4 separate regions of the Mus musculus genome follow, and regions 1, 2 and 3 are each linked to region 4. The links are chromatin contacts, called in public HiChIP or PLAC-seq, Micro-C and promoter capture Hi-C maps. All regions are on one chromosome and are shown on one strand. Each heading gives the region's core, a stretch centred on a gene start, on an enhancer-like site or on the middle of the called end of the contact. The rest is flanking DNA. Distances are from core to core; before and after follow the strand shown. Region 1 holds the start of Mtmr11 (myotubularin related protein 11). Region 2 holds the start of BC028528 (cDNA sequence BC028528). Region 3 holds the start of Bcl9 (B cell CLL/lymphoma 9). Region 4 holds the start of Pias3 (protein inhibitor of activated STAT 3).

Region 1 (2,735 bases), core at 203-2,702, 540 kb before region 4:
TGAAAATGGAAAAATCTGACACAGCTCCTTGCCTCTCTATCCCCTTTCCATCCAGTGGACATCTATCTGCATTTGTGCTGCAGGTGGTGAGAGTCTTCCTGTTAACCTAATCCTCAACTGCAGCCCCTTTGTGCTTCTGGTTAGGCGATGATCACATCACTTCTCTCCGTCCTGACCATTCCCTCTATATTCTGCTGTTCCCATACCTCAAGATATTAAAGAACAGAATGAGGCTTTCGGAGGAAAGTGGTGGGGAGAAGAAAAGTAGGTCATGGGATTTTGGCACACCTGTTCCTAAGCTGTTCCTTACTACATACTTTATTCCAGAAGCATTGAGGTGTGTGGTGGGGTGGTGGTGACCAGCAGTCTTTAGGACTTCTACAATCAGGCGTCTAGACCAGCTTGCTAGCAAGTACATACCTGTTTGTTCCAGTCTCTGCTCATGCTAGTTCACTATTTCCACAGTTGCAGCCAACAAAGAGAACTTTGGAAGCTGAGGCTGGAAGGATGTGTGCTGTGGGGAAGGGAGTGTTGAATGTCACGGCCCCCACCTAAGGATTGCTGCCTCTGTACAGACTCAAAAACAATAAAACAGCAGCTCATTAACACCTATTTTGTATTTCATTTCCTGTCTTCTCCGTGTTGAAACATGCTGCCCTCAAGCTGCCCTCCTTAGCATCTCTGTTCAGTGCCCTACAGCCCCATCTTTGCTTTTTAAATTCAGCAGGGAAGGAGGGGGAAATGTGATCCTGGAGCTGAAAAGAGTTTTCCAGTCCTTAGCTTTCAAAGTCCAGAACATGAATCATTCATTAGGAGATCTGGTGACTGGGTTGGAGGGGCGGAGTCATGTACCTGGGGCTGGGCTTTCCATAGGAATAGGTGGCTGCGGGAGTGGGGAGGTGCGCTCGCCGGGCGCAAAGGCTGGTTTAGATATACCACGATCTTTTTCTGGGTTTTCTAGCTCCCGCCCCACTGCCGAGATTTGCACACCAAAATACCTGTGCTGTGTCTGCATCCCAGACACACCAATTTCCGTCCACTCCATTCTGCCCCTGGGCCTGTCACGCTCTCCAGAAAAGGACACAAGGTTCAGTTCCCTTTATGTCCCCTTCTCAACCCGTTAGGTTGTCAGAGGAGGCTGAAAATGAACAAAATCACAAAACCCATGAATAAACGAAACCAAAATAACTGAGTTTCCTAGTGTTTCATCTCTCATTGAAAAAGTATAGAGAGCTAGCCCAAAATGTTTTCATTTAACTACTGCTCCCCTCGTCACACCCACTAATATTCACGAACAGAAAGAGACTAAAATGTGGATGTGGGTTAAGGGAATCTGGGTATCCCCAGTTCCCCCATTCCTCCCATCTTTCTTAAGCTCCTCCATTTCCTTTCTACTTTGAAAAAAAAAATTGCGTATTCTCCTTTAAGGGGCTGGGCATCTTGCCTGTTCTCTTAGAGTCACCGAAGTTTCCAAAGAGCCTCCCCTGTCTGGGCAGGACACACCTTTCAAATAAGACCCCTGGAACTGTGCTCCTGGTATCCGAAATGCCGCTACCGCTGCGTCCTCCCCAGCCTCTTTCTCCCCACCTCTAGGATTTAGCCTCTCCCCAAAAAGAGCCAGCATCTTTGAGGACTCCCACCCTTAGCTGCTCTACTCCCGGATGGAGCCAGGGAAATGTGGTGGGGGGGCCGGGGCCAGAGTTTCAACATTGCCCCCCAGAAGGAGGAGCCAGAGATGGGGGTAAGGAAAAGGAATGGGAGGGTAGCTAACAAGAGAGTGTGAATGGGATGCTGTGGAAATTAAAGGGGAAGGAAAGGATTCAGAGGAGGAGGGTGTATCTGTTTTATCAACTGTTATGGAGCTCGTCTGCCTTTTTCAGTCTCGAGTTGTCTCATTATCCATTAACCAGCCCCTCCTTGTCTTGTCTGCCAGCCGCAGTCAGTGATCTCAATTTCCCTGAGAGGAGAGGAGAGCAGAGCAGAGAAGGGGGGGGGGGGGGGGGGGAAGAACCCGAACAAATGAACTCAATGCGGGTCTCCAAAGGCAGCTACTGGAGAAATCCCAGATTCTGAGTTTAGGGGGTCCCAGATTAACTCTCTCCCCTGCTCAGCTCTCTGGACCGAAGTCTAACCCAGGGAACAGGATGCCGGAGCCCAGCAGTCATCAGCTTGGCAGCTGCCTGGCCTCTGGTTGTCTCCCAGGTAATAAAATGACCTCTCTAGATTCCTTTAAAAGTCTTCCTACCCCATCCTTTTTTGTTTTCACCAAAGATACTCCCTATTCCTTTCCTCGAAGTGTTTCTGAGACTCATTCTCCTGCCTCCTTCCTCAGAGCTTGTGGAAGGCCTGGACATTGTTCATTCTGCTTTCTCACCCCGGCTACCACTTTTCTTATTAACTATCCAAAGACCAGTGAGTGTATATGTGCCACGTTCTATGCAGGGTTTTAGAAGTTAAAAAAAAAAGTCTATTCTTTTCCTTCAATTTTACATCTAAGGATAGACGAGTAGCCACATAGAAGTGTGGGGCAGCATTGGGGATAGTTAGACCTTTGCTTCTCTTTCTCCCTTTTAGGGGAGCATATCCTAGCATGGGCACCAGGACGAAGGAAAGGGCCAGGACTAGACCTGCCTGGAACTCTGATCTGCACTAACTTTAGGGTAACCTTCCAGCCTTGTGGATGGCAGCGAAAGCAGGTGAGGTGATTAGTGTAATAGAAAAGCTTGGTGCGGTGT
Region 2 (2,740 bases), core at 74-2,573, 810 kb before region 4:
CTAACACTGTGTGGCTTTGCTTACTGAATCCAGAATTCTAGGCCTTCTGCTAAACACATCCCTCCAACCCCAAACTAAGGACACAGGATTGAAAGGAAAGGAAAACAGTGACACACCTGGCTGAGAACAAAGAGGGGAAGGAGCCAAACTACTCTTGGGATCGTGTCCCTGAAGGCAGCCAGTTTTCTACTGGCCTAAGCCAACCTATACTGGCTTTTCTCTTCTTTTTTTTTTCTTTTTGTTTGAATCACTCTGTAGACCAGGCTGGCCTCGAACTCAGAAATCCGCCTGCCTCTGTCTCCCAAGTGCCGGGATTAAAGGGGTGTGCCACCATGCCAGGCTTCTTTTATTTTTTAAAAGACATTGTTTGCTATGTATCTGTAACCAATGTAGAAACCACCAAGTAAACCAAACTAGCCTAGAATTCACAGAGACCTTTCTGTTTCTGCCTCAGGAATGCTGGGATTAAAGGAGCGAGCCACCACACCAAGCTTGGTTTTGTTTTTTGGTACAGGGGTAATTGTTTGTTTGTTATTTATTTATTTGTTTTTGAGGCAGGGCTTTCTCTGTATAGTCCTGGCTGTCCTGGAACTGGATTTGTAGACCAGGATGGCCTCATACTCAAAGCTCTGCCTGCCTCTGCCTCCAGAGTGCTAGGACTAAAGGCGTGAGCCACCACACCCAGCTGAGGGCTTCTTATTCACCTGGGACTAGTCAGGAACTCACTAAGTAGTCAAGGATGACCTTGAATTTCTGACCCTTTCCCCTCTATGTCTCAAGCGCTGGGCATGTGCCATCCAGCTTGGCTCTCGCACCTATGTCTTTGCTAATAGGAGGTTTGTTTGTTTCCTTGTGCTTTGTGGAAAGGAGAGCCTCTGGCTTCGCTCACTGATGTTGCTCCCTTGACTTCCAAGCGCCCACTTCTTTCCTTTATGGCTCCTCACTCTCCTGCTCAGCTCTGTGGTGACAGGAACAGAAATCTGAGTTCAGTCTTGCCGAAGGAACTCTCTTTAGAGTCCCATCCTCCACCGGCCTGTGTCTTATTTGACAAGACTTCGCTTTGCTTTGCCTTTGGTTTCCTGGCTCCACCTTCCAGATCCCTGCTCTGCCCCCAACCCTGGACTCCAACAGCTGAGAAAAGCAGTACAGCTCCCCGCTGAAATGCCCGACGTACTGCTCTCTGTTTCCTTTTCTCTCATCCCATTTATAGCAAAAGACCTGGCACAAAAGGCCAGGGTCAGAAGGAGACTTACCCAGGATGAGTGGTGCAACAAGGAGGGCTATAAAGAGGACATCCATTCTGGGTTTTGCACTATCACTGTGTAAGTTAAAAGAGGAAATTGCTGTTTCCCACCACACTTACCCCGCCTCCCCTGCTGCTGTGAAGCTGGGAGGGCACTGGAGTGATTCTTCTCCCAGGGGACAGAACTCTCCGCCTACTCGCTCCGTAGATCTTTACATAGCTGCTGGACCTAGAGCCAACCCCCTTAACCCCCTTGTTGGATGCTAACTTGTTATTCCTGGAGAGCCCCTAGCCCTGGATTAGGTCCGCTCAGGACTCCCACTGCTGGGACCAAAGTTCACCCTCTCCTCTCCCCTCCTATGCTTCCTCCCTCTCAATGCTCCCCAAAATCCACCTTCCTTCTTGCAGGCCTTAAGTTACCATTGCTGTGCAGGGTTGCTCTCCACTCTGAGGGAAACATGATCTTTTTTATCATGTTTATCAGCCCCCGCCGGCTGTGCATCCCCTCCCCTCCCCATCCCCTCCCCTGCCAGCTGTGCATCCTTCCTATAACAACTGTACTCCCTATATCCATTGTTCTTGCATTTGTCTATTTTCCCTGGGCTCCTTCCCTTTCTCCAGCCCCTGCTCTTCTCCACTCCCTCACAGGTAGCCCTGGCTATGTCCTTGCACCACATGGTGGATCACAATCATCTGTAGCCGCAGTCCCGAGGGTTCTGATGTGCTCATCTGGCCTCCAAGAGCACCGAGCACATACATGTTGCACAGATATACATGACACAACCCCCTCCCACACACATAAAAATAGCTATTAGAACAAAAGAAAAGCTCCACAAGCCTCACATACCTAGTAAATACTTGCTAAGCATCTAAAATGAGTCCTTGAACACCGTGCAAGTGGCTGTGGGCTCATCATGCACAGATTGTTCCCCACAGCTGCTAACAGCTCACAGAGAAGAGTGGCCCAGACTCAGCCTGTTGAACACACATGGAATCCTGAACACTGGCCAAGATGTTCCCATCCTCCTAACCTTGGGGAACAATGTGTCTAGTGACCGCCAGACCCCCCCAACCCTCCACCCCCCCTACCCTCCCATCCCCCCCACCCCCCCACCTCCACTGATTCCCCTCCTAGTGACTTTTTGCAAAAACCTCCAGGAAGCCCGGTAATCTTTTAAATTTTTCTGTAGTTTGTTGTTGCTTTGTATGTACCCTCAAAAAACGATTTTTCTCATATATGATCAAAATGCTCAGATCCCATCATAGGATTCCTCTGTTCTGCAGACTCCTAAGGACCAACCCGTCCTCATACAAATGATGATTCCTGATAATATGAAATCTCTCTCCCCAGCCTGAGGAAAAGACACCACTCAAGTTTATTTTCCAGACTATAAATAAAGGAAGTATGACATCAAAGGAACCAAGCAGCTCGGCGTGGGGCGGGGGTGGAGGGGATGGGTGTAATTTCCTCTCAGTCCCATTGCTCTAGTTGCTTTG
Region 3 (3,111 bases), core at 430-2,929, 530 kb after region 4:
TGATACTTGTTCTATAAATAGAAAACTATACAGAAACTGTGCTTCCATCTTTAGGCCAATGACTTTCCCATCCAACTATCATCTATGTTGAAATTATTATATCCAGCAACTGATTACAAAGACTTTCAAGGCTCAATATCCAACTTCTAGGTCATAAAGCTATCAAATGTCATATACACACTCATACATTCCTCAAAGCATGTTTGCAACACCGGAACTAAGAGACCCTCTTCTTAGTCCATCCCTGTCAATAGTATAGGCCTTTTCAAGAGAAGAGAGAAGACTTTGTTACTGGTCCCCAGGACCATCAGATTTGCACACAAACACTTCTTCATGATAAACTCCCTGGTGACTAGTGTCCAGTCAAAAACTTTCAAACCAACCAGACTTAAAAGCCTCCAAGTCACAGGTTCTAAACAAGTCTTACCTCCCAACATCTTGACTATTTCACTACCTACTCCTCACCTCCTGTAACTAATTCATCACTGTGTTCCCTACACAAGAGCCCAGGTCTCTGTCGCCAAAATAACCATTTAATTCCACAGTTTATCAAACGCTAACAAATGCACCATCAAATTGACTTTTTACATGGCCGCTGACGTCACTGTCAGGGGGTGACTTGTTCTTGCTTTAACTAAAGTGTAACTCTGTATCCACTGCATCCTGCCTTGGATTATGTCCACAGAGGCATATTTGCATCCATTTCACTACCCTACCTAATGACTTTGACTCCAATCTTGGCCTCAGAATAACTCTTTTAACATTTAAAAAAACGCCCTTCCTTACCTCCAGCAGACTAAGGCTCTTGGGGGACAGATTTCAAGCTTTCTTTCTCATCCTTGGCAGCTTTAACATAACGTTCCCAGCAGTACTACTACAGGCCGTGGTCCTTCCCTCTGGACTAACCACCAACTCTGCGACTTGTTTTCCTTAGGATAACTCCATTTCACCAAGCTCACCCAACACTTACCAGTGACATCTTAATAGTCTTTGCAACTTTCAAAGGCCAGCCAGCCTCTAGGGTTCCAATTTGAAAACCACTGGTGTGTTCTACGACCCTCACAATGACTCAGTGACCTAACTCATTCGTCGCCAACTCACCTGCTGGAACCCTTTACAACTCAAGACATTCCTCTAGGCTTTCACCTCCCCCAACCCTTCAACAAGTCACTGGCCTGCGGAGTCCCCTTTCTCCCCTCTACGCATCTCCCGGGTCTTACAAACTCAACCCGAAATTCCTAATTTCGCGCGCTCTTTCCTCTCCATCGCCCCTCCATCCCAAGACCCCGAGACGGTCATCTCCCCTCAGGTAACCTCTCCAAGCACAGCTTTGGGACACAACCTCTAAAACCCCGAGAGATGCCCCGGTCTCTCCCATAGCTCCCGAGGCTCCCCCGCCTCCCCCAACAGGTTCCTCCAGACTCAACTCGCCAAGCCAGCGCCCCGACCCCCGGAGGCCCCCCGGCCACACGCGCACGCGGACCCGGCCCCCGCCGCGCCGGCCCGCCCCTCCCCCTCCCCGGGGCCACTTACCCCGGGCCGGAGAGGGGGAGGGGCGAGCGCGGGCGGGAGCTGCGGTCCCCGGCTGCTCTCAGCCCCGGGGGGCCGGGGCCCGGACCAGCGGCAGCAGCAGCGCAGCGTCTCCCCCCGGCGGCGGCAGCGGCGGCGGCGGCGCCGTCCCACTCCCGCAGGCACACATAGGCTCCATTGTCCGCCGGTGCCTCCCCCTTTCCGGCTCCCCCTCCCAGGCCCGCCCCTTCCCCCTCCCCTCGACCCTCCCCCAGCCGCACCGTGCCACGAAAGGTACCGCGGGCCCCGCCTCGGACGCGAGCGGAGGCGCGCCCCTCCCCCGGCCCGCCCGGCGGGGAATGGGGCCCTGGCCCCGCCGCCGCCAGGGCCCGCCCCCTCCGGGGGAATGGCACCCGTCCCCCTCCCCGAAGGCGATCGATGGTACCAGCCCGCCGCGGCCTCCGCCCCCTCCCGCGCCTGGCTCAAGAGAAGCCGCCCGCGCCCCGCCCACCCACGGCCCCGCCCCGACGGCACCGCCTTCTGCTTTGCATGACCCCTCCCATCCAACCCCGCCCCGGCTAGTCACCGGGTCCCCCCGCGGTGACGCCCACTCCCCGGTTTAAAGCCACAGAACCCTCTTTTTCAACTAAAAGATCCTCCTGCAGGACCCACGGGGCGGGTGGTGCGGCGGGGAGGTTCTCTTCCTTCCTCACCCTCCTCCCGGCGCTCATTCACCCAGACTCCCCATGGCCTCCAGCAGTACTGGAGCCACCGAAGGGGATTAGAAAAGGCGCGGGAGGGGGAAGGGCAGAGTGGAATTTAGCCATCTTTGACAGAAACTAACTGGGAGCTGCAGAAGGAACCGATCTTCCTTCACTCGCCCGCCGTTCAGGGTCGGGCCTAGTCTTCAGTCTTCATGCCACCTCCTCGCACCTCTCCACTGCGATTCCGCCTTGCTTCCCCCAGCCCACCCATCCGCCCCTAGGTGTCCACTCTACCTTTGCCCGTGAGGGCTTTCTTCCCTCTGGAAAGCTGGTCCCCTCGGCTTGCACTCTTCTCCCTCTTCCCAGAACAGACTCTCTGGGGTCCTGCTGGCGCTGTGGCTAGAGCAAGGTCTCCTTCACCTCGGGCCCTGCCCCGCCCCGCCCTGCCTGGCCAGCACTACCTATGGTTTCCAGAGAGCACCTTCTGCCCCGGCCTCCAGGTCTTCTCCCAACCACAGTATCACTCACTTAATTTTATTTTTTGGAAGAGCTTTGATGTTGAGAATTCGAGGGCGACGCGTTCAGCACTACCCCTGTGAAGTTAGATGTTAGCTCATTAGGTAGCACTTTTTCACATCTTGGTTAATGCGCCTTGCTCAGATTCCTGTTATCCTTATTTTGTGGGGCCGTGTTACTGCCTTGACCAGCCATCGTTACTGTCTGCCCTCCCCACAAAACCCTACTAATCTTCGAGTTTGTACTTTGCGGAGTTGATCTTAAGGATTCTCCTGCAACTCTGTGCACTGGTCCAAAGCGTTTCTAACAGTTAAGTGGATTCTGTGTACCTGAGAATGTACAGTCTCCCCGAAGATGGAAGCAAGCAACATAGCCAAAAGAC
Region 4 (3,206 bases), core at 246-2,745:
AATATTTACTGGACAAATGACATTATCCCTGAGGCCCCAAACAACTATAAAATGTGGAGTTTTTACGATAACTAGTATAAGGAACAGTGCCTTAAAGTAGCTATCTTTATAGATATAGAAATGAACTACTCAGCCAGGCAGTGGTGGCTCATGCCTTTAATCCCAGCACTCGGGAGGCAGAGATAGGTGGATTTCTGAGTTCGAGACCAGCCTGGTCTACAGAGTGAGTTCCAGGACAGCCAGGGCTACACAGAGAAACCCTGTCTCGAAAAACAAACAAACAAACAAACAAACAAAGAAATGAACTACTCAAATCGTCAGGTTAAGTGACCAACTTGGTTGAAACAGGGCCCTTTGGAGGGTCCAAAGCTTTGGAGGAGGAAGTAGGCACTTTAAAGAGGGGCAGAAGTGTGTCTTCTGTACCTGTATCTCCTTGTGTTCACCAACTGTGGGATCCCTAGTTACTGAAAGCATATTTGGAGGTTGGGAGATAGAGGGTTATCTGTAGGGATTGGGCTGCTTATTTTCCATTTGTAGCCCAGGTTTTCCCCCAGATAGATGGAGATCTCATCCTATAACCTTTCTAAACAACCAGAGTCCCAATGCACATAGTCCCAGTCCAGCCCAGTCCAGGCTCTACACTCCCTCCCGCAAGGGATCAAAGGACTACTCAAACTTTGAATGCCCAGAATCTCTTCTCTCCTCAGCGCTCAGAGGAGTTAATAACTCCCGCCCGGCTCCTGGGCTCCGCCCCTCTCCCCTCTCCGAGGTCCTGGCGGGCTTACCCTGGAGGGGGCGGCCCCAGCAGCAACGCTTGGCCGGGCGGAGCTCAGGCCCGGGCGGTGCTGCGGCTGCAGCGTCCAGCTGCCCGACTGAACTCCAGCCGTGCAGCAGACTGCCGGAGCTGCGCGAGCCCTTTCTGCACCGGGGCTCACCCCCGCAACTCTGCGGGTAAGTCCTGCTTTCCGCACCCAACTTTGTTGCCTGTCAAGCCTTGAGTCGTATGGCGCTAGCAGGACCTAAGCTTGTAATTGCTGTGTTCGGGGGAGGTGAAGAATTCGGAACAGCCGTCTCCAACAGTTCGCAAGTCCCCAACTTCCCCCAAAAAGGACAGGAGAGCATCACTTTCAGAGTTGGCGGGACTCTGGGATTTCGCTAACTAAACTTGCGGCGGAGATCTCCGGGGGACAGGGGCTCCAACTTCGCCGCCCCTCCCCCATCCCTCGGAGCTCCGGCAGTTCCGGATACTTTCCCTCCATCTTTCAAGTATCCTTGGCTGCCTAAAAGCCCATCCCTTCGGGTCCGCCTTCTCGTCGTTACCCGCAGGGCCCCGAGATCCCCGGGCTGCACACTCCCTGCGGGGCCACCGTGTCTCCCGCCGCCGGGAGACTTGCCCCGGCCATCCGGCTGCAGGAGAAGGGGCGAGGCCGGCGGCGGTCCGGAGCCCGGCGGGCGGGGCCGGGAAGGGGAGGTGTAGGGGGCCGGACGGGGCGGAGCAGGCGGCCTTTGCGGCCGGCGCTGGGGCGGAGAGTTTGCGCCGGTCCCTGGGCCTGAGCTCCGGCTCGGGCTGGGGCGCCTGCGATGTCTCAAGATGGCGGAGCTGGGCGAGTTAAAGGTACCGGCCCCCTCCCCCAGCCCCAGCAGGACTCGCTCGGCTGCCCGCTGAGGCGGGGAGGCGACCAGGCTGGGCGCAGCGGGATGGGGTGGGTGCGGGCGACGTGGCAGGGACTGGCTACAGGGATGCGCGGGCAGCGGCCGCGAAAAGGGGCTGCGGTGGCGCCCCGGGGGCGGGGCCGCAGGGCAGATGCAGGGGTGGGGCGGAGGGGGGAATTGTCGCCCCGGAGGGCCGAGGCACAAGGGGCGGGGACGCGGGGCCGTAGCCGCTTTTAGTAGTAGGTAGTTGCAGGGTACAGGCGGGCGAGGGAAAGCTCCTCTAGAGGCGTAGGGGTGAGTCCATCAGGCCAAGAGGTGTGACAGTGAGGGGGAGCCGTAGGGATGGGACCCGAGGACCAGATGTTATCAAGCTCCCGGGGACCTGAAGCTTAGGCTTGGGGCTGCTGTGGGCATCCGAGCCTTGGGCAGTACCGATAGGGGGGCTGAGACGTAAGGGGGCGGGGCTGTACAGGAGCGTACCTTAAGAGATGAGGCAGGAGCATCCTGGAGGCTTAGAGTAAGGAACTGTCCTAATGAGGTCCTGTGGTTGGAGAGGTAGAGAAGTGTGAACCACTGGATAGAAAAAAAGTTATTGAGCCAGTGGAGAAATAAAAACAAGTAGGAGGAGCCAAGGATGGAAAGGTAGAGAGAAGGACAAGGTTTTCATCACATTCCTGAAAAGGAGACCAGGAGGAAAAGAACTTGGGAGAGCTAATGGTCCACCCGTGACTAGGTCTTCTAGACATTCACAGAAGGGAGCCCTAGAAGGAGAGAGATCTTGCCCCACCACAACACAGTCTCCAAGGAACCACACCAGAAGATATCCTACAGAACCTTAGACCTTCATTCCCCCATCTTCTGGCTTCGCCCCATCCTTGTCCCGAGTAAGCCTGAGTTCTAGCCATTGGGCCATCCACGTTTAAGAGCTGACTTCTGTGCTTTGGTTCACAGACCCCATTCTCATTCTCTTGGGGTCTCTGTTGAGAAGTTTGCCTTGGTTCCCACCCTGGTGGCTATCTATGAATATACCATGTATGAGAGAAAGAAGGAAGATGGTAGTTCTGGACTGTTTGGTTTCAGACCCCAGGACAAGGGGGCTGAGGTGCATATTTTACATCTCAAAGCAGCCCTGGCCTCCAGGTTCTCCCAGCATCCCTCAGTCCCTACCTGGCATTCTAAGGCCTCAACCCTAAACTTTCCAGCCCAGGGGCTGGGCTGCCCTTCCCCCAAGGTTCTTCCCTATATAATCCAGACATTTTGTGCGTTCCCCCCCCCTTTCCTCCACCCTATGGCGATTCCCTTAGGACAGCTTCCTAATAAACTTAACTTTTTTTTTGTTTTTGTTTTTTTTTGTTTTTTTGTTTTTTTCGAGACAGGGTTTCTCTGTGTAGCCTTGGCTGTCCTGGAACTCACTTTGTAGACCAGGCTAGCCTGGAACCCAGAAATCCGCCTACCTCTGCCTTCCGAGTGCTGGGATTAAAGGCGTGCGCCACCACGCCCGGCAAATTTACCTTTAATCTAATCTAATTTGGCTTGAATTGGCTCATTTCACT

Evidence for each region. Promoter capture Hi-C pulls out the DNA fragments that hold promoters and counts their contacts. A called contact is a pair of places that touch in the nucleus more often than the background predicts. HiChIP or PLAC-seq counts read pairs in DNA pulled down with a chosen protein or histone mark.
Region 1: a contact with region 4 is called in an HNF4G HiChIP or PLAC-seq map of pancreatic cancer cells. The contact joins the promoter of Mtmr11 here to the promoter of Pias3 in region 4.
Region 2: a promoter capture Hi-C map of liver shows a contact between it and region 4, with 3 times the contacts expected there. The contact joins the promoter of BC028528 here to the promoter of Pias3 in region 4. A contact is called at or near these places in 4 of 39 promoter capture datasets (cranial neural crest, hippocampal neurons, liver and 1 more) and 1 of 115 datasets of contacts at active chromatin or transcription factors (pancreatic cancer cells).
Region 3: a contact with region 4 is called in a Micro-C map of embryonic stem cells, with 3 times the contacts expected there. The contact joins the promoter of Bcl9 here to the promoter of Pias3 in region 4. A contact is called at or near these places in 2 of 39 promoter capture datasets (the C10 cell line and liver) and 2 of 484 Hi-C or Micro-C datasets (both in embryonic stem cells).

Annotation. Positions count from the first base shown.
Region 1 is chr3:96,160,518-96,163,252 of GRCm38.p6, forward strand. Mtmr11 (myotubularin related protein 11) reads left to right here and starts at 1,453. Exons shown (of 17, transcript NM_181409.3): 1 at 1,453-1,741; 2 at 2,112-2,202; 3 at 2,575-2,696. The coding sequence starts at 1,676. It overlaps Otud7b (OTU domain containing 7B), which reads left to right. Exons shown (of 12, transcript NM_001025614.1): 12 at 1-612.
Region 2 is chr3:95,890,632-95,893,371 of GRCm38.p6, forward strand. It overlaps BC028528 (cDNA sequence BC028528), which reads right to left and starts at 1,324. Exons shown (of 6, transcript NM_153513.4): 1 at 1,254-1,324. The coding sequence starts at 1,299.
Region 3 is chr3:97,225,685-97,228,795 of GRCm38.p6, forward strand. It overlaps Bcl9 (B cell CLL/lymphoma 9), which reads right to left and starts at 1,680. Exons shown (of 10, transcript NM_029933.4): 1 at 1,534-1,680.
Region 4 is chr3:96,695,581-96,698,786 of GRCm38.p6, forward strand. It overlaps Pias3 (protein inhibitor of activated STAT 3), which reads left to right and starts at 1,496. Exons shown (of 14, transcript NM_001165949.1): 1 at 1,496-1,615. The coding sequence starts at 1,592.